2 separate regions of the Oryctolagus cuniculus genome follow, and region 1 is linked to region 2. The links are chromatin contacts, called in public Hi-C maps. All regions are on one chromosome and are shown on one strand. Each heading gives the region's core, a stretch centred on a gene start, on an enhancer-like site or on the middle of the called end of the contact. The rest is flanking DNA. Distances are from core to core; before and after follow the strand shown. Region 1 overlaps CD82 (CD82 molecule). Region 2 holds the start of TSPAN18 (tetraspanin 18).

Evidence for each region. Hi-C and Micro-C count contacts between places; a contact is called where the count stands out from the background.
Region 1: a Hi-C map of an unstated tissue shows a contact between it and region 2, with 4 times the contacts expected there. The contact joins the enhancer-like site here to the promoter of TSPAN18 in region 2. A contact is called at or near these places in 2 of 6 Hi-C or Micro-C datasets (ear pinna and an unstated tissue).

The regions. Positions count from the first base shown.
Region 1 is chr1:21,087,055-21,091,696 of mOryCun1.1, reverse strand. It overlaps CD82 (CD82 molecule), which reads left to right. Exons shown (of 10, transcript XM_070071327.1): 8 at 1,101-1,304; 9 at 1,410-1,493; 10 at 1,729-4,642. The coding sequence ends at 1,806. Among named protein-coding and RNA genes, the nearest start is that of CD82, 45 kb to the left of the region's middle. Within about 2 kb of position 3,081, at least 1 of the 8 cell types and tissues checked has an H3K27ac peak or open chromatin away from gene starts, as enhancers often do.
Region 2 is chr1:20,993,137-20,997,854 of mOryCun1.1, reverse strand. TSPAN18 (tetraspanin 18) reads left to right here and starts at 1,525. Exons shown (of 12, transcript XM_051852548.2): 1 at 1,525-1,543.

The sequences.
Region 1 (4,642 bases), core at 1,832-4,331, 92 kb before region 2:
CCACACCACAGTCCTGTGCTCCGGGGACCTGGCTAGGGGGCAGCTGCAGGGCTCCTGGTGCTTCCGTTTGTGGCCCCTGGAAAGCAGGGCAGTGCTCCGTGTCCTGGAAGAGCCCAGGAGCGCTGGCTCATTTTGCCCCAGGTGGAAGAGAGCCGATGGGTGGGTGCCCCGCGCCCTGCTAACCGGTGAGCTCCTCCCAGACAGCTGGGTAGCGAGAAATGAAACGTGGGTTAAGAGACTGCCTGGAGCCCCAGCATCCGTCAGCGTGCCTGGCACGCCCCCTGCTGGCCACTGGCCGCCGGGCTGGCCTCGCTGCACGTGGCTGGCACGCCCCCTGCTGGCCACTGGGGCTGGGATGTAACGCTAGGAAGCCATCCACCCGGGGAGCCCTGCTGGGCACCTGGGCTGGCAGCTCCCCCGCGCCGCCCCGTCCCCTTCCCCCAGGGACCCGAGCGAAGCAGCTGGTGCCACAGGCGGGTGGCATACCCGTGCCAGGCGCTCTGCCTGCCTCACCCCATTCAGTCTTGCAGGGCCATTACAAGGGCTACAGACGGGGTCATTGCACAGATAAGAAAACAGAGGCCATGAGCCGGCGCCGTGGCTCAATAGGCTAATCCTCCACCTTGCGGCGCCGGCACACCGGGTTCTAGTCCCGGTTGGGGCGCCGGATTCTGTCCCGGTTGCCCCTCTTCCAGGCCAGCTCTCTGCTATGGCCAGGGAGTGCAGTGGAGGATGGCCCAGGTGCTTGGGCCCTGCACCCCATGGGAGACCAGGAAAAGCACCTGGCTCCTGGCTCCTGCCAGGATCAGCGCGGTGCGCCGGCTGCAGCGGCGGCCATTGGAGGGTGAACCAACGGCAAAGGAAGACCTTTCTCTCTGCGTCTCTCTCTCTCACTATCCACTCTGCCTGTCAAAAAAAAAAAAAAAAAAAAAAAAAAAAAAAAAAAAAAAAAGAAAACAGAGGCCAGTGCCTCGAGCCAGGCTGCTCGGGCGGCAGGTGGATTCAGAGCCCCGAATCCTAGACCCTCTAAACCCTCCCGGGGGGGGGGGGCTGCCCTGGGGCGGGCAGAGGGTGAAGCAGCCTGTCCCCGCCCTGCGCAGGTGCGGTGCTGCGGCTGGGTCAGTTTCTACAACTGGACAGACAACGCCGAGCTCATGAATCACACCGAAGTCACCTACCCCTGCTCCTGCGAGGACAAGGGGGGCGAGGACGACGGGCTGCCGGTGGGACAGGGCTTCTGCCAGGCCGACGGCAACAGCACCCAGAGCGGCAACAGCCCGGAGGACTGGCCCGTGTACCAGGCGGTGCGTGCGGGGTTCCTCCCTTGGGGTGTTCGGGGCCGCCATCGGCCTGGGCGAGGGTGGCCCCGTGGCGGAGAGAGGGTGACGCGGCCGTGTTCTCCCCGGCAGGGCTGCATGGAGAAGGTGCAGGCGTGGCTGCAGGAGAACCTGGGCGTCATCCTTGGCGTGTGTGTGGGCGTCGCCGTCATCGAGGTTGGCCCCTCCCCCACTGCTTCCCACCACCACCCCCCCGCTGAGCGGCCTGTGCGGCCTCAGATGAGGCGCTGTCCCTCTCTGGGCCTCCCCCGGCTGCCTGCGTCACACAGTGGTCGTGTCCGGTTTAATCCAGATCATAACCCGGGTGCGAGGCTAGGGGGCGGCGGGGCTCTGGGGCGCCGGGCGGGTGGGCGGCCGGGTCGCCGGGCTGATTCTCCGCCTCTCGCGACAGCTCCTGGGGATGCTGCTGTCCGTGTGCCTGTGCCGGCACATCCACTCCGAGGACTACAGCAAGGTCCCCAAGTACTGAGGCGGCTGGGTCACCACCTCCAGGCTGGGACGGCGCCTTCAGGACTCCCCGGGGCTCTCCCCGGCCCCCTCCCCCAAGCCCCCTCCCCCCTCACTGCTAAGGCCTCTCCTGCCCTGGCTGGAGGTTGGGGACTGCCTGGGACCTGGTCCTCTCCCTCCGCCTCTCTGCTGCTGGCTGTGGCTCCGGCTGTCCTGTGGTCCCTCTTCTCACTGCCTGCCAGGGTCCTCTTGGCCGTTCAGCAGAGAGGCCCCCTGCAGCGCCCCTGTGCAGGTGGCCTGGATGTCCACCTGCTCCCGGGAGGTGGCTGTCACCCAGGGAAAGGGTGGGGGAGGGTGGGGAAGCCCCCACCCCACCCCACCCGGGGGTCAGGGGACTGCCCACTGGCCAAGTGGTCCTGGCTCCCACTCCGACACTTGTACCTTTGGTTTTTCACTTTGTTATTGAAGGGAGGGGCGGGGGTGGGCTTAACCTGAGATCCAGTGGCAGATCCCCTTCCCCAGGCCACACTGTGCGGGCCGGGCCCCAAGGGACCTGGCCTGGGCAGCTTCTGCACACGGTGCGCCCTCAGGGGGCGTGGCCCAGAGCTGCCCAGGGCAAGAGGGAAGTCTGCCTTCTCCCGGTTGGTTTGGTGAGCTGTCCTCTGCCCCACCCCTACCCCCGCCCCAGGAGGGGCCGTGGGGGCGGGGCCGTGAGTGCGGGGCCGTGAGTGCACAGTTCTGTTAACCGTCCTCAAGTCTTGCAGACTGACTATTAAAGCGGATTTGTAACAATCCAGCCTGAGACACAGGGGACCTGCTGCCCGGAGGAGAGGGTGAGAGCAGTGGGGGGAGGGACGGCCTTGGCCCAGGGTCTCACCGGCCGCCTCCAGGCTGCTACACGCAGAGCACTGTGGTCGGGCTCTGGCCCGCCTGCCGCCCCGGTGCCTGGGCTTTGTCTGTTTGGGTGTTGGGACAGGTGCAGAGCATAGCGCTCAGCCAGCTGCTTCTGGCCCTGGGGCGCAGGTGACCCCAGAAGGCGTGCAGAAAGTGGGCTGGCAAGGTTAGGGTGGGCAGTGAGGCCCCAGGATGAACTTGACCTACCTTTGTAGAGCATCTGGCTTTTGCACAGATGTGGGGGGAGCCAACATGTTCATACTAAAGCCACAGGCTGGAGTGAGGTGTGCAGAACCCGGGGGCCTCCGAGGAAGCTCTGTGCACAGCAGGTATGGCTGGGCCCCGTCGTGCCCCCTGCCCAGGGTCCTAAAATCTGGGAGGTTTCTTGCTCCGCTCGATCCTCCTCTCTCCCCTGTCCGGGTCCCTGGAGGAAGAGGAGCAGGAGGGAAGGGCGCTGTAGGGACTTTTGCCTCCTGGGTGTGGCCAGGCTGGCTGGACGGCGGACGAGGGTGTTTCAGAAGGGACCACCAGAGGGCGCTGTTGCCCTGGTCTAGGAGCCTGGCAGAGCTCCGGCGTTAGGCTCGGGCAGGCACCCTGGCAGCCCCACTTGGAGCTGGCGTAAAAGTGCAGATTCCAGGGCTCGGGATTCCGACACAGCAGATCTGGAATGGGGAGGAGGCGGGCACTGCTCAGCCCCGAGGCTCTTCCTGAATCCCACGGCTCGGCTTCTCAGGCAGCTGGCACCCGGAGCCACAGACTGGCTCCTTGGAGAGCTCTGGGGTGCAGCTGGGGCCTGGCCGAGGACCTTCCACTCAGCAAGGAGGTCACCCCGCTCTCCCCACCTGAACCTACTTCACTTCTTCCCAGAGACTTGCAGGGGGAGCGGGAGGGCGGCTGACCCCCAGGCACAGCCCGCTGGGGCCAGGCCGGGGTGGGTCAGGGGCTGGGGCCAGGCTGGGACTCCCACTGTGGTTCGTCTATAACCTGCCTTACCCCACAAAGGAAATATATGGGTTAACACATAGAGCACAATGGGGCAAAGCGAATGTGTGAGCACATGTAGGCTTGCGGGCCACTGCAATGTGCCAGGCGCCCCGGGACCCAGAGCCGGGCTGCACCAGGTGTTTCCCTGTGCCTCGCTCATCCCACGGTGCTCCCAGCTGCAGAGACAATGGAGGTGGTACAGAGGCCAGGCTCAGTAACTGTCGTGGCCCTGTGCGTAAGCATTGCTGCTCACTGCGGGTGTGCACACACACACACACATGCAGACTGGGATGCCCCATCCGTCCCAGCGTGGGGGAACCCCCACGTCCCTCTTCTCTGTCTGAGCTGCAGGTGGTCGTGGTGGGCAAGGTCTCCCAGGTTCAAGGTCAAAGGCTCAGGGTCTCCCAGGGAGTGAGATCCCTGGGCTGAGAGCAGCAGGGTGTGGGGAGACACTGATGACACGAGCTTCCAGCCATCAGGGCTGTTCCCCGGGCTGGGGCTGCCGCCACCTCCTGCCCCTGCCCCAGGACAAAGTCCTGCCTCGGGCAAATGTCTGGCTGTTTGCTGGGGTCCTCAAACCCCTGGATTAAAGGTTCATCCATTTATTCATTCATTCATTCACCCGGTGCAGAACTGATAGGCCTGTGCCAGGCCCAGTTCTAACCTCTTAGGAACCCAGCCCTGGGGGCCGGCATCATGGTGAATGGGTTAGGCCACTGCCCATGTGGACGCGGGTTCAAATCCCGGCTGCACCACTTTTGGTCCAGCTCCCTGCTAATGCGCCTGGGAAAGCATCGGAGGATGGCCCAAGTGCTTGGGCCCCTACACCCACGTGGGAGACCCAGAGGAAGCTCCTGGCTCCTGGCTTGGCCTGGCCCAGCCCTGGCTGCTGCAGCCCTCTGGGGAGCACACCAGCGGATGGGAGATCATCTCTCTGTCTCTCTCTCTAACTCAGCCTTTCAAATAAATGAATCTTTTTT
Region 2 (4,718 bases), core at 276-2,775:
GGGGGTCCCTTGATGGGTGTGTAGGATCTCTTGGTGGGTGTGGGTTTCCCTTGGGTGTGGGGGTCCCTCGGTGGGTGTAGGGGTCTTTGGCAGTTCTCTCCCCACCCTTGTCCACAAGCCCGTGGCTGAGTCTTCAGCACCCCTTTTTGGCCCTGGCTGATGCGTCCCTTCCAGAGAGTGGGGCCCAGGTCTCAGCGCCTTCTTCGCCTTCCTAGGGTAGCAGGATCTCGCTGGAATGTTTTTTATTGTGGTTAAAGATACATCGCTAGAATTTAATAACACCGTTTTATTTTCATTGCATTTATTTTTATGGTTACTTGCTATTTATAGTAATGTGATACTGAGTTTCCATTTATGGTCATGATATAACATATCTCTTTTTTTTTTTTTAAAAGAGCAAGCTCATTTAAATAAGATAAGAGTTGATTTAGAGAAGGGGGCCCTGCCTGGTGCCCCCTCCGTGGAGGCAGGCAGGTGGCCAAGGGCTGAGCAGGAGTGAGCCTCCCAGCCTGGCCTGTGAGTTCCCAGCGCCTCCATTCGCGCCTCCAGCGCTAACAACCTCCGGACACCCCCCCCCCCCCAGCGCCTCCCTCCCTCCCTTCCTTCCTCTGGCTTTGTCTGACCTCAGCCTCCAGCCGCCAGCACCCTCACCAGGATCATGCTCTTTCCTCCTTAAGCTTGCTGGGTCCTGGCATCCACGGAGGCCTAGGCAGAGGGCCCTTCCGGGAGCTCCGGCAGGGGGTCGGTGGTGGGCGGGATCAGCTCTCAAACGGCCGGCCGCAGAGAGTGGACCCCCTGGTCCCTGTCCTTACTTTACAAGAATTCCGCTACTAGACACAAACGCTGCTCACGGTGGGCACCCTGAAAACCTGGGGACCCAGGCCTTTCTCTCCCAGCCTCTCTCCACGTCCCCTGTGTCTCAGTGAGGGTTCCTAAGACGACCCAGGCATCCCCCCAAGTCCTTGCAGGAAGGAATCTGTTTCCTGGAATGTAGGCACGGAAAAGCAGCAACTTCCGGCCGCTGGAAACTCGGCTCCGTGGCCTGACATCACTAACCAGCACTTCCAAGACAGGAGCCTCTTCAGCCCGCATCAGTCACTCACTCCCTAGTGAGAATCAGCGGGCCCAAGGGGCTGCCCACAGAACCCCTGTGTGCTATGAGCGCTCAGGCCCACAGGGAATGGGTGCGGAGGCTTGAGCGTTGGGACTCGGAGTTGCCGAGGGAAGAGGAGCGGGCACCCTGAGCCCCCTCTCTTCCGCGGGGGTCGCCAGGCGCAATCCCTGGGGGCGGTCTGTTCTGACTCGCTGTTTTGTCTGGGTTAGGGCTGGGCCACTACTTCCCAGAAGTGAAATGTCCCCGGGAAGCCCAGTGTCTCGGGCTGGGGAGGGGGTGTGGCCGCGGCAGTAACACAAAGAAGACAAGACAGCCCCCACACCCCCCAAGACGCAGCGGTGGGAGACACAGCCCGGGCCCTCGGAATGAAGGCGTCGTCGCTGGTCTGGGGTCAGTCCCTGCCTGCAGGAGCTCCGACTGTCCGCGGAGGTACTTGCAGCGCCGCGGGCAGCCCAGCCAGGGGTCGCAGGCCCCCGCCCCCGCTCTGCCGTGCCGGCTCTTCCAGATCCCACTCGGGGGCCAGCAAGCCGCTCTCCGCCCTCGCCCAGCCGATCTTCCGACTCCAGGCGAAGCAAGGGCCAGGAGAAGAGTGGGGAGGTGGTCGGGTGTGGAGGGGCAGAGGGTGGTCTCGGGGGACTCCTCCTCCCCCACCCCGAGCGAGGCCTGGGCGCGGGGCGAAGGCGGAGCCGGCGGCAGGCAGGAGGCGAGGGGCAGCCCGCGGAGGAGACGCCACGGCAGCGGCGGCGGCGGCGGCAGCGGCGGCTGCTGGAGCCCGGAGGGGCGGAGGTTTGGGGAGGGGAGGGAGCGAGGGGAGGGAGGGACGGAGCGGCGGGGAGGTGGGGCCGGCGGGCGGGCGGGCGGCTCCAGCTGCCGCCGGCGTCGCGGCGGCTCCAGGCTGCGGGGCGGACGCAGCGCCGAGCGATCCAGCGCGGAGCCGCACGAGGCCGCGCGAGCCCTGGCCCCAGCCCGGGCCCGAGCCCCGAGCCCCGAGCCCCGAGCCCCGAGCCCCGAGCCCCGAGCGAGCTGGGCCGCCTGTGCCGCGGGATCCCCGGCCGCGTCGCCGCCGCCGGGAAGGCAGCCCGAGCCGAGCAAGTTGCGGACGCGCCGCTCCGCCCGCCCCGGGAAAGTTTCCCCCGCGGCCGCCCGCAGGAGTTGGCGCGGGGTCCCGCCGCCGCCGCCGCCGCTGGAAGGTAGGGGGCTGCGCACCTCCGGGCCCGCCGTGCGCTCCGCCGTGGCGCCCCCGGGGACCTGAAGACCCCGCGCGCGCTCCCCGGGGAAAGCGCTGGAGCCGGTGGGGCCGTGGGGGTATGGGGGGGGGGGTCCCAGGGATCCAAGTTCCACTCAAACTAGCGTGGGGGAGTGGGGCAGGGGAGACGCTCTCGCTCCACCCGTGCCCCGAGTCGCCCGCGGGCGGGGGCCTTAGCCCAGACAGGTGCAACGCGGGTGGGCGCTGAGCGCCGTGCGGGGCCAGTGGAGGCGCCCAGAAAACTGTGTGGGGTGGCAGGTGTGGTCTCCAGGTCGGGCGCTGTGCCCGAGGGAGGGGCTGCGCGCCCCGCCACCCTGCAGGAGCACGGGTGGGGCCTGGGGACCCGGAGCGGGGATAGGGTCCGGGGAGCGCACGCTGCTGCCTCCGGGGTCCCTGGCAGCGGGGTGGGGCGGGGCGAGCCGAGCTGGGGGAGCCACGCTTTCTTCCCGCGCGCCGCTTATGCGCTGCAAGGTGTGTGCGGTTTGGGGACGTGGAGCCTCGGTGGTGGTGCTGGGTGGCTCCGGAGCTAGGGCCGGGGCGGATTTGGGGGGCGTCCGCCGGGAGAGCTGACTGGCTGGGGTGGGTTCGCGTCGGCTCGGGGTCTCGGCTGGCTGGAGAGCAATGGGATCCCGCCAGGGGGCGTCCTTCTCCGGCCCTAGCGCGCCCGGGAAGGCGAGCCCTAGCTCCCGGCTCCCGGCTCCCGGCTCCCGGCTCCCGGCTCCCCGCTCCCAGAGAAGCCGACTGCACGGAAACCGGGAGGTCACGGGGACCACGGACCTCGGCGCTCGCGTCCCCCTCCCCGTCGCGGGCCGCCCTGCCGTGTCCCGGGTGGCCGCGCGCCGCGTGCTGGGCAGCCTTCCGGACACCGGCTGACTTTGCCCGGGAGACTGGGGCTAAGTGGGTGCGTAAAGAATTCACCCCCCAGAGGAACCAGAGAGACCCTTGACACTAACAGCGACCTGGCGTGGAGAGAGCGGGCTGGGGAACTCACTTTGGGGATGACTTGGAGTTGCTGAACCCCAGGTGGCAGCGCGCACAGGTTCTGTACAAGTTGCACCCTTGTTCTCCGGCTCTGGCCCCCTCTCCGGGCGTGGGCAGGAGGGAGTCCTGGGGGCCACCCACACCTCTCCCGCCTCTCCCTGGGTGCAGGTCGGCAGAGGACAGTGTGAGGGTTCCGGAGTACTAGTTGGGTCCAGGCGGAAGGGTGGAATCCCTGGATGGCCAAGGGCTCCCTGCACCCAGCTCCCCTGCTTCTACTGATTGGTGGGAACCTGCTGCAAGCCCCTGGGTGCTGGGCCGGGGTGCTCAGAACCCCTGGGTGCCTTGGAAAGCACAGCGGCCGGTGGCATCTCTGAACACTGTCGCCTTCTTTGGCATGTGTGGGGTTGTGGGACACTGAAGGGACACTGGCAGCCCTGGGGCCCCATCTTTCTCCCTCCCTCTCTCCCTCCCTCCCTCCCTCCACTGCGCACCTGCACCCAGATGCTGCACAGATGAGCAGATCAAAGCAGGTGGCCTGGGGAGTTCTTACCTGCTCTTGGCTAACAGGTGCTCACCCAGAGGTGATGGGAATGGGGTACTCCCCAGACGGGAGGGACAGTTCCCACCTCCAGGGCGACCCACCAAATAGATATTTCAGTGGGGAGCTCTGGGGCCCAGTTGCCAGGGAGAAGGCTCGGCGTGGTGTTTGAGTGGAAGAGGAGGAGGAGAGAGCGGAGAGAGGAAAGGGTGGAGAGGCTGTTGTCTCTGGATTTGTCTTTAAGACATTCCAGGGGGCCAGAAAACAAAAGGAGGGCTGGGTTTTGTTTTGCTTTCAGTGACTCTTGTTTTTGTGCCTTGGGAAGCCTGCCCTGCCCTGGGAACCTTCGTGGGAGCCATGCCCCAAAGGCTGGCACCTTCTGGTTCTGTCCCTGCTCTGCACCCCCAACCCACACCCCACCCATCTCACACATTGAAGACACCGTTGTGGCCCTTTTGGGCTGCTGAGGGCTGTGGTTGGATCTCCCTGTCGTGCGTGGGTTCATGCATGGATTCGGACACCCACCTCCCAGGCAAACACCAAGGGCTCCCGTTCTGCGAATGTCACGTCTCGGGCACTCTGCTTGCTGCTCGCCCCTGTCCAGATCCATGTAAGTGACCAACGGCAGCCGTGAAGGCTCCAGCCTCCACTTACTAGCAGCAGAAATTAATCTGGAGCTGGGCTCAGGACACTTTTGGGGGACTCCAGGAAGTACCCCCTGCACTTAATAAACTTCCACGGCAGCTTGGAAATAGTGGCTGCAGGACAGGAGCTGGACACGCCAGGTTTGCAGGCGATTCCGGGGGTCTTGCTGTGGGGGAATAGCAGATTGGAACTCC